2 separate regions of the Mus musculus genome follow, and region 1 is linked to region 2. Evidence: chromatin contacts called from public Hi-C data. All regions are on one chromosome and are shown on one strand. Each heading gives the region's core, a stretch centred on a gene start, on an enhancer-like site or on the middle of the called end of the contact. The rest is flanking DNA. Distances are from core to core; before and after follow the strand shown. Region 1 overlaps Tex14 (testis expressed gene 14). Region 2 holds the start of Mpo (myeloperoxidase).

Region 1 (4,405 bases), core at 1,804-4,303, 250 kb before region 2:
TGCTTAAAGCATGGCTATCCTCTGGACTCCTTAGCATAATCTTCAATGCCTGTCCTTTGACCCAATGAACTTGGGCAGTTATAGTACTATCACTGATTTTTTTTTTCCTTTTTGAAAAGACCTCTAGGAGTTGTCATGATATATTCTGTTTTTTTTTTTTTTTTTTTTTTTTTTTTTTGGCGCGTTCACATCCAGAGGTCTAGGCCCCTGATAGGAACCTTAAAGGGAAAGGTCTTTTAGAATTCAGGGTATAGGTGATCATTTAAGAGCAGCAAGAGAATGACCATGGCAACTCTTATAAATAAAACATTTAATTGGTGCTGTTCTGCAGTTTCAGAGGTTTAGTCCATTATCATCATGGCGGGAAGCATGGCAGCGTGCAGGTAGACATGACATCTAGTAGGAACTGAGTGTTCTACATCTTGATCAAATGCAGTCAGGAGACTCTTGTGCAGGAAGCTAGGAAGAGGTTCTCTCTGCACTGGAAGAGGGCTTGAGCATAGGACCTGAAAACCTACCCTGACACTGACACACTTCCTCCAACAAGGCTACTCCTCTTAATAGTGCCACTTCCCATGGGCCAAGCTATTCAAATAGCTACAGGTAGGAAAGGAGCAGGCCAGCACTGCCTAGACATAACTTCCTCTCCTCAAAATGAGCTTGGGTTGGCCCTGGCTGTCTCTGCTTTGCTCTGAAGAGCATTTTGAAAGAAATAAGCCTAGCAAATACAGAGCAGTCACTGAGTTTTTAGCTTATGCTTATCTTGGCCTACTGAGCATTTTATAAGGAAGCAGAAATGATAGATATTCGTGGTAAGAAAACATGACATAGGCCAGTATAGATGGAGACATCTGTGGATTGCTCTGCTACTGAGAGTATAAAGTCAGGACTAGGGGGCTGGAGAGTTGGCTCAGCAGTTACGGGTACTTACTGCTCCTGTAGAGGTCCTGGGTTTAGTTCTTTGCACCTGTGTAGTGGCTTAAAAGCATCTGTAACAGTTCAAGGGATCTGGAGCCTCTTACGATCTCTGTGGATGCAAAGTATAAATGTGGAACAAGTACACACACGCACGCGCACACACAAATAAAATTTGAAATCTTAAAATTTATTTTTAAAATCAAAGTTAGGAGTATAAACTTTAGAGCTAAGATTTCCTGAACCCAGTCTCAAATTTTCCATTTATGGAAAAGTCTCAAACTTTCCCCATTTCAGTAGCTGTGCTCCCAGGCCCCTCCTCAGCTCTGGTCTCAGTGTTGTTGTTCCTCATCTGAAAACCAGAAATAAAACCGATATAGCCTGGCAGTGGTGGCGCACGCCTTTAATCCCAGCACTCGGGAGGCAGAGGCAGGCGATTTCTGAGTTTGAGGCCAGCCTGGTCTACAGAGTGAGTTCCAGGACAGCCAGGGCTACACAGAGAAACCCTGTCTCAAAAAACCAAATACATACATACATACATACATACATACATACATACATACATACATACATAGTCAGTGTCATAGGGCTGTGGTTAGGATTGTGAACATGACTCCTAAACTGATGTACATAAATATTTAATACCTGCCACCTAGGCCTCTGTGTTACCTAGCAGCAGCAGCAGCAGCAGCAGCAGCATCTTCGTCCTTGGTGTTTTGTTTTTAAGACAGGGTCTACATGTGTAATTCTGGCTGGCCTGAAACTCACAACAGTGTGCCTGCTTTTGCCTTCTAAGTGCTTGTAGTAAAGGTGCACACTGTCACACTCAGCCTGTTTTCTTGTTTGCATTTTTACACTGTGTGTGTGTGTGTGTGTGTGTGTGTGTGTGTGTGTGTGTACATAAATGCACATTCCATAGAGCTTGTGTGGAGATCAGGACAGTTGGAAGGAGTTGTTTGTTGCCTTAACCCATCAAAACATCTCGCTAGCCCTTTGTTTGTTTGTTTGCTGTTATTGTTTTTTTGAGACAAAGTTTCATGTAATAGAGTCTAGCCTTGAACTCCATGTATATAGCCAAGGCTGACCTTTATAAGTTTCTGCTTCCACCTCCCACCTCCTGAGATACGCACCACATATCTCCTAATGTTTTGTTTTGTTTTGAGACAGGATCTCACTCTACGTCCTGGCTAGCCTAGAACTTGCTATATAATTCAGATTGGCATCAAACTTGAAGTTTTTCTGCTTGTGCCTCCTGAGTACTGAAATAGTAGGCATGTGCTACCACATCTACTATCAATCGTTTAAAAACTCTTTGTCAAATGTTTTTTGGGGCTTTCTTACTTGAAGAATTCCTTTTGAACTCAGAGTGTACTAAAGTAGTGACTTTGAAGTTTTTCAGGAGTCAGAGTCATGTAAGAGGGCGGAGTTAAACTGCCATGGTTTCAGGTTTACGAGGTTTGAGTCTGACCAGTAGTGCTTGTCTGAAGCCTGGCCTCTGAGAGCCACTGTCCTAGAAAACGGTGTGGTCTGGAAAGGGAGGGTAAGTCGCCCTCTGCTTTTGTACTGTGACAGAGCAACTGAAGCAGCAGCAGGTCTCATCCCTGGCGTCACATGAGAACACGGCACGTGATCTGAGTGTCACTAACAAGGGTAAGCTCAGACTTAGGTCTTTATGTAGTGCATCTCTTAGCAGCATAGTGGTATATGTGGGAAAGTGTGGCTTAGGTTGGGTAAAACTCCATTTTAATTCGATTCCACCAGTTAATGTCCTGTGACAAACTATTTCATTTCTGAACTTCATCTATCCTTATCTGTGAAATGGGAACAATAGTATGATACATAATAGCTCTATGCACAGTGCCTGGTACACTAAAATAATTAGCAAGTGTTAGTCCTCTGCCTTTCATAGGTCTGCTGGCCAGATGCAAGGAGACAGTATTTATAAAATGCTTTGCATACATTAAAGGAATCAGCCTCATACCATACAGATTCCTTCTGTGAAGTTCTACCTTTGTCTAGGCAGCAAAGAAGGGAAGAGTGTCCTCCAGTACAGTTGTGTGGTCTATTTTTAGAGTTGTTTGCCTCTTTTGTGTGCCTTCCTTGCTTTGCTTTGTCTAGTTCTCTGAACTTGGCACTGGCTAGGTTTCCTGTAGCTTCACCTGGCACCAGAGATCTCCCAAGACCCCAGAAGCAGCTGCTGTGAACGCTGGTGTCCTGTGGACTGCCACCTGGCCCTCTGCTCTCCTGGGAACGTGGGGCTGCTGCATCACAGAAAGACCTGATGGCCTTGATTTTTACAATTCCTTTCAAAGGATGCTCTTAAGCGTTTTTCACTTTAATAAAGTTAGCTCTCTCCATTGCTTTAGATAAGAAGCATTTGGAAGAACAAGAAACCAACAGTAGTAAAGACAGCAGTTTTCTTTCCAGCAGAGAAATTCAGGATCTGGAAGATACAGAGAGGTAACAAAAAACAAACTAGACTTTTGAAAGGATTTAAAAATTGTGTTTGTATATATTAGTTTTTATTATATTAACAAATTAGAAGGAACAGAATAATATTTTTCTTTATTCTCTTCTCTTCATTGCTCTTCATTTTGTTTTATATTAGCATGTATTAATTATGTAGAGTAAGTCTCGGGGTGTTTTCATACAGGTGTACAATGTGTTTTTTATCAAGTGTGCCTCCCACTGCCCTCTCTCGTTTTTTCTCTCTCTCTCTAGTTCCCTTCTTCCCTCCTGTCTTTTGTGGAGGGTGTGTGACCTAATGAGTGTCAGTAGGGTTTCTCACAGAAGTGTGGGTGAGGGGTTACTTATAAGACCCGAACACTTCACCAGTGGCTGCACCACTGAAGAGCCCATCTCTCCTCCCCAGCAATCATTAACTGTCTAGAGATCCACAGGGCAGGATGGGAGCTGGTGAGCCCCTTCCACCTAGTTGTTTATACTTTGTGATTAAAATACATGTAATATTTAATCACTTTTCCTAACAAATTTAAAATGTACAGCCCAATGTTAATTATATAGTTACTATCCATGATGGTTAACTTAAAAGTTTTTGAAATATTTTTGTTTGTTTTTCCTTCTTTTCTTTCCTTTTCTCTTTTCTTTTCTTTCTTTCTCTCTTTCTTTCTTTCTTTCTTTCTTTCTTTCTTCCTTCCTTCCTTCCTTCCTTCCTTCCTTCCTTCCTTTCTTTCTTTCTTCCTCTCTTTCTTTTTTTCTTTTTTTTTTTTTTGAGACAGGTTCTTACTATATAGCTCTGACTGCTCTGGAACTCACTATTTAAATGTAATTTGACATGTGAAAGGAAAACACAGAGCGTTTTTCCTAGTATAATGATATCCAAGTTCTATCCACTTTTCTGCAAGTGTCATAATTTCATTCTTTTAAAAATTGTGTGTGTGTGTGTGTGTGTGTGTGTGTGTTGTGTGTGTGTGTGTGTGAGAGTAAATGAGTATGTTTATACATGTCACATACCACAGTGTTCTTGGGA
Region 2 (4,553 bases), core at 877-3,376:
TGTAGACCTCATGAGGGGCATTCGGCAATACATTCTGAAGCCCTAAAATTGTGCAAGCCCAATTTTTACTGCTAAGATATCTTGAAAAAAAATTGAGACTGAGTCTTGTTCTGTCTCAAATAGGCTGGCTTCAAGATCAGCATCACTTGCCTTATATACCCAGTGCTGGGATTAGAAGCAAGCAGAACTGCCCCCCTGACTGAGACTTCTTGCCTAAGGACACAACCAAAGATGTGACTAGAGATTTAACTCCAAAGATGTTTCTCCAAATATCGTCCATAGCAGTGAAAACTGGAAACAACCCAAGGTTTATAAAGCACATACATTGTTCATACAAAATCTGCAAGCGTCAAAATAAAGCCAATGGTGTCTGCCATGGTGGTGCAAACCTTTACATCCCAGCACTAGGGAGGAAGAGGCAGATAGATCTCTATAAGCTGGAGGCTAGCCTGGTTTACATAGTGAATTCCAAAACAACTAGGACTCTATAGAAATACTCTGTCTCAAAACAAACAAACAAAATGGACTGAAACAAAAGATGTCAGAGAGCTGATTCAGTGGCCAAAGTCACCTGCACCAAAAAGAGAGCTGACTCCTGCAGTCTGGCCTCTGACAACTCTGTGCAGGTGCAGACACTCCAGCGGAGGACTAAATACATACAATGAAACCAACTTTAAAAATGAAACAAATGCAAATGCATTGACAAGGAGGTGTGTGGACTAAACTGTTGAGTCCTGTAAGAGGTTGTGCCGGGTGAGGTGGCAGCATTTGTTCAAGATCCTGGTAATCCAGAGGCTGATACAAGTTCAAAAGGAGCTCAAGTTCATGATCAGCCTGGGCAATGTTATAAGATCTTGGCATATATATATATATCCCTCCCTCCCTTCCTCTCTTCCTCCCTTCTTCCCTCTCTCTCCCGAGACAGGGTTTCTCTGTGTAGCCCTGGCTGTCCTAAACTCACTCTGTAGACCAGGCTGGCCTCCAACTTACAGAGATCTCCCTGCCTCTGCCTCCCAAGTGCTGAGATTAAAGGCACGTGCCACCACTGCCCTGCTAAAATTATCCTTAATAGTCTTAAAACAAATATTATTTCTATACAAAAGATAGTCAATCATTAAAGTATTAGTGAGTACTGGGATTATGGGAAATTTTATTCTTTCTTGCTGCTGATTTGTGTGAAACAAAATGACAAATCTTGAAAAAGAATCACCTACAGTAGCAATTGGTTATAAGTAGTTTCTATTTAATTTGTTTTATTTTGAGACAAGGTCTCATGTAAGTCAGGGTGGCTTCAAGTTAGCTATTCAGCTAAGGCTGGGCCAGCACTTGAGGCTCAATTTATTTTTATCTCTTGCTTATTCTTGTCCTGCGGGTTCTAATTAATGAAAATATGTTAACCTGTAGACTCAAAAAGTATTCTCGAAAGCTTTAACATTCTAGAATCCAACTCTCAAAAAGCTACTTGTCGGGGAGTTCACAAAAAGCAAGACCGGAAGAATACATGATTTCTTTCTCCTGAGTCTGGGATCTGTTTCCCAGGTGATAGGACCCAGGGCACAGTGGGAAGATGTGTGAGTGTGGCTTTGTCCCTTGCTCCTTAGCCAAGATGGGATCTGAGCATAGACAAGTGTGGTCCATAGGAGATGACCAAAGTAGTCCTGCCCCAGGGTCTCCGGAGGTAGGCAGGCACCGGACTGTTCCTGATTGAGAGTGGTTTGCCTTCCTTGGGGGAGAATGCCTCCTTTTCTATTTCATAACCATCTTTAACCTGAACCTTCCTAACAGACAAGCCCTGGGCTGCTTCACCAACTGACCATTAACCACAACCAGCTCTGCCTGCTCCGAAATCAGCTCTGGGTCCTTCTCTGCCTGAAGATAAGAGGAAGGGGCTGTGGAGAGAGAGAGGAAGTTGCCTTTGTCCCGAGCCTGGAGCCCCCAGGACCCTTCTTCCTGAGAAGCCTAACTGTCTTCAGCCAGATTTCCTGTCTCCTCAGCCCCACTGAGAGCTGGGGGGGGGTCCTCACTAAGGTTGGAGTGGGGGTGACTTTGAGGCCCTCAAGGGGGTCAAGCATTGCTACATCTTCCCTGTGACCCTCCCCTCTCTCCATGGGGCTACGCTACTCCCCATAACTTCTCAGCTTTAGCTCCCTGAATTTTGGTTCTTTCAAAGGATTTGGGACACTCAGTTTAACCAACACTTTGAGGGGCTGGTTGTTTGTGCTCTCCGGGAGAAGCTCTGATCCATTCCTTTGTCCACCCCTCCTTCTTCATAGACCCCTTTCTGTGCACCCCTAACCCCAGTGGGGGAGGAGAGTCTAGTCTTGGGATAGGTCCATCTCTTTTTAGGTCAGCCCGCCCCCAGCTTTTACACCCCAGGCATAAAAACCCGTTGTCAGTGAGAGGAGTTGACAGTGTCAGGTAAGTGGTGAAGTTGAGCTCTTGGGGACTGGGGACTATAGCTGGAGGGGGTCTTGGGTTGTACACCTCTTCATAGACCAGGCCCACTAGGGTAGGGCTGTGTATAAAGGGGAGAGGAGGGGGCTTGGGAGGAGGAGAATTGTAAAACCTCTCTTTTTTCAAAAGCTCTGGATACTTCCTGAGCTGAGGTTTTTGTTTTTTGTCTTGTTTTGTTTTGTTTTGTTTTGTTTTGTTTTGTTTTGTTTTGTTTTGTTTTGTTTTTTTAAAGGTTTATTTATTTATTATATGTAAGTACACTGCAGCTGTCCTTAGATACTCCAGAAGAGAGCATCAGATTTTGTTACGGATGGTTGTGAGCCACCATGTGGTTGCTGGGATTTGAACTCGGGACCTTTGGAAGAGCAGTCGGCGCTCTTAACCACTGAGCAATCTCCCCAGCCCCCTTGTTTTTTGTCTTGCAGAGATGAAGCTACTCTTGGCCTTGGCAGGCCTCCTGGCCCCTCTGGCCATGCTTCAGACCTCCAATGGTGCCACCCCAGGTGATAGTGCCAAAAGGAGGGTGGACTAAGGGATTGGGGGTAGGGGGTGGGGATTCTCAGCCCAGCATCTCCCCTTCCCCTGGATAGGCTTCCTTTGCTTTGGGGCCTGATGTAGGGCTTTGGGGCCAGCCCTGACCTTATGATTTATGCTCTGGGCAGCTCTCCTGGGGGAAGTGGAGAATTCAGTTGTGCTGAGCTGTATGGAAGAGGCCAAGCAGCTAGTGGACAGAGCCTACAAGGAGCGGAGAGAAAGGTGAGGGTGCCAGGCCCTGTGTGGCCCTGGGCAAAACTGCTTCAAGTCTTCTGGAGAAAGGGCACACAGTGGGGGGAGGGGGGTTGTAGAAAGGATGAGGGCCTACAGGTGAAATCGTACCTGGTCTGCCTCTACTTGAGTTTCTGGCTGTCAGAACATCTTCAGTGGCCTTGCTTTCTGTCTGGACATCCAGGTCCATGTCCTTTTGACAAAAGAAATGCACTGCTCCTCCGTGGTTCTCTCCAGAGTTCTTTCTGCCTGCTCACCGCAGGCTGGCCTTTGCTGAGTGTCTCTATCCCCCTTCTCTGGCCCTCCCTTGTCTAAACAGCATCAAGCGGAGCCTCCAAAGCGGCTCTGCCAGCCCCACGGAGCTCCTGTTTTACTTCAAGCAGCCGGTGGCGGGCACCAGAACAGCTGTGAGGGCCGCTGATTATCTACATGTGGCCCTAGACCTGCTGAAGAGGAAGCTGCAGCCCCTGTGGCCAAGGCCTTTCAATGTTACAGGTACTCTAACTCCTTTTGTGCTACCACCTCCACCCCAAGCAACTTCTGTCTCCAAGCCTCCATTCAAGGCAGTGGTTCTTAACCTGTGGGTCGCTACCCCTTCGGGTACGTCAAGTGACCCTCTCACATGGGTCCACCTAAGACCATAGGAAAACACAGGTCTTAACATTATGATTCATCTCAGTAGCAAAATTACAGTTATGAAGTAGCAAGTAATTTTATAGTTCTGTTCACCCCATGAGAAACTGGCTTAAGGGGTCTCTCAGCATTAGCAAACTTGAGAACCACTGGTCTAAGGAGTCTCGGGGCCTCTGAGCTGGCCCACCCCCCTCCTCACCCTCACTGGGCTACTCAGCCCCAGGTTGCCTAGCATAGGAAATGAGGTGGGGGAAGGCTCGGATCTAAGATCATGGCTCACTCTTGCAGATGTGTTGACACCTGCTCAGCTGAATCTGTTGTCCGTGTCAAGTGGCTGTGCCTATCAGGACGTGAGGGTGACATGCCCACCGAATGACAAGTATCGCACCATCACTGGACACTGCAACAACAGGTGTGGGCCCAGGGCAGTTCAGGGTTGTGTGGTGTAGGGGGTCTAGGTCTTGCCTGTGGCGACCCATTGGGCCAGAGCTCTGTGCTTCCCTCTAGACGAAGCCCCACTCTGGGGGCCTCCAACCGTGCCTTTGTACGCTGGTTGCCTGCAGAGTATGAAGATGGCGTCTCCATGCCCTTTGGCTGGACGCCTGGAGTCAATCGCAATGGCTTCAAGGTGCCCCTGGTGAGTGTCCAGTAGAGGGAGGTGAGCCCAGCTAAGCTTATGTGCAGGACCTAGGCATCCAATG

Evidence for each region. Hi-C and Micro-C count contacts between places; a contact is called where the count stands out from the background.
Region 1: a contact with region 2 is called in a Hi-C map of the P5424 cell line, with 1.7 times the contacts expected there. The contact joins the enhancer-like site here to the promoter of Mpo in region 2. A contact is called at or near these places in 10 of 39 promoter capture datasets (the C10 cell line, the HPC-7 cell line, embryonic stem cells and 5 more), 3 of 484 Hi-C or Micro-C datasets (B cells, the P5424 cell line and liver) and 3 of 9 other capture datasets (adipose tissue, liver and pancreatic islet).

Annotation. Positions count from the first base shown.
Region 1 is chr11:87,540,003-87,544,407 of GRCm38.p6, forward strand. Tex14 (testis expressed gene 14) reads left to right here. Exons shown (of 31, transcript NM_031386.2): 26 at 2,488-2,565; 27 at 3,282-3,375. Among named protein-coding and RNA genes, the nearest start is that of Gm34000, 24 kb to the right of the region's middle. Within about 2 kb of position 3,054, at least 18 of the 459 cell types and tissues checked have an H3K27ac peak or open chromatin away from gene starts, as enhancers often do. A contact at or near this core is called in the P5424 cell line, where this site is marked.
Region 2 is chr11:87,791,658-87,796,210 of GRCm38.p6, forward strand. It overlaps Mpo (myeloperoxidase), which reads left to right and starts at 2,127. Exons shown (of 14, transcript NM_010824.2): 1 at 2,127-2,418; 2 at 2,880-2,957; 3 at 3,117-3,210; 4 at 3,539-3,714; 5 at 4,141-4,264; 6 at 4,360-4,489. The coding sequence starts at 2,882. Gm34064 (a long non-coding RNA gene) reads right to left here and starts at 3,561. Exons shown (of 3, transcript XR_388944.3): 1 at 3,331-3,561. RefSeq lists promoters at 828-2,110, 1,820-1,941, 2,109-2,250, 2,222-2,423, 2,438-2,890, cis regulatory regions at 1,795-1,869, 1,938-1,971 and an enhancer at 1,809-1,832.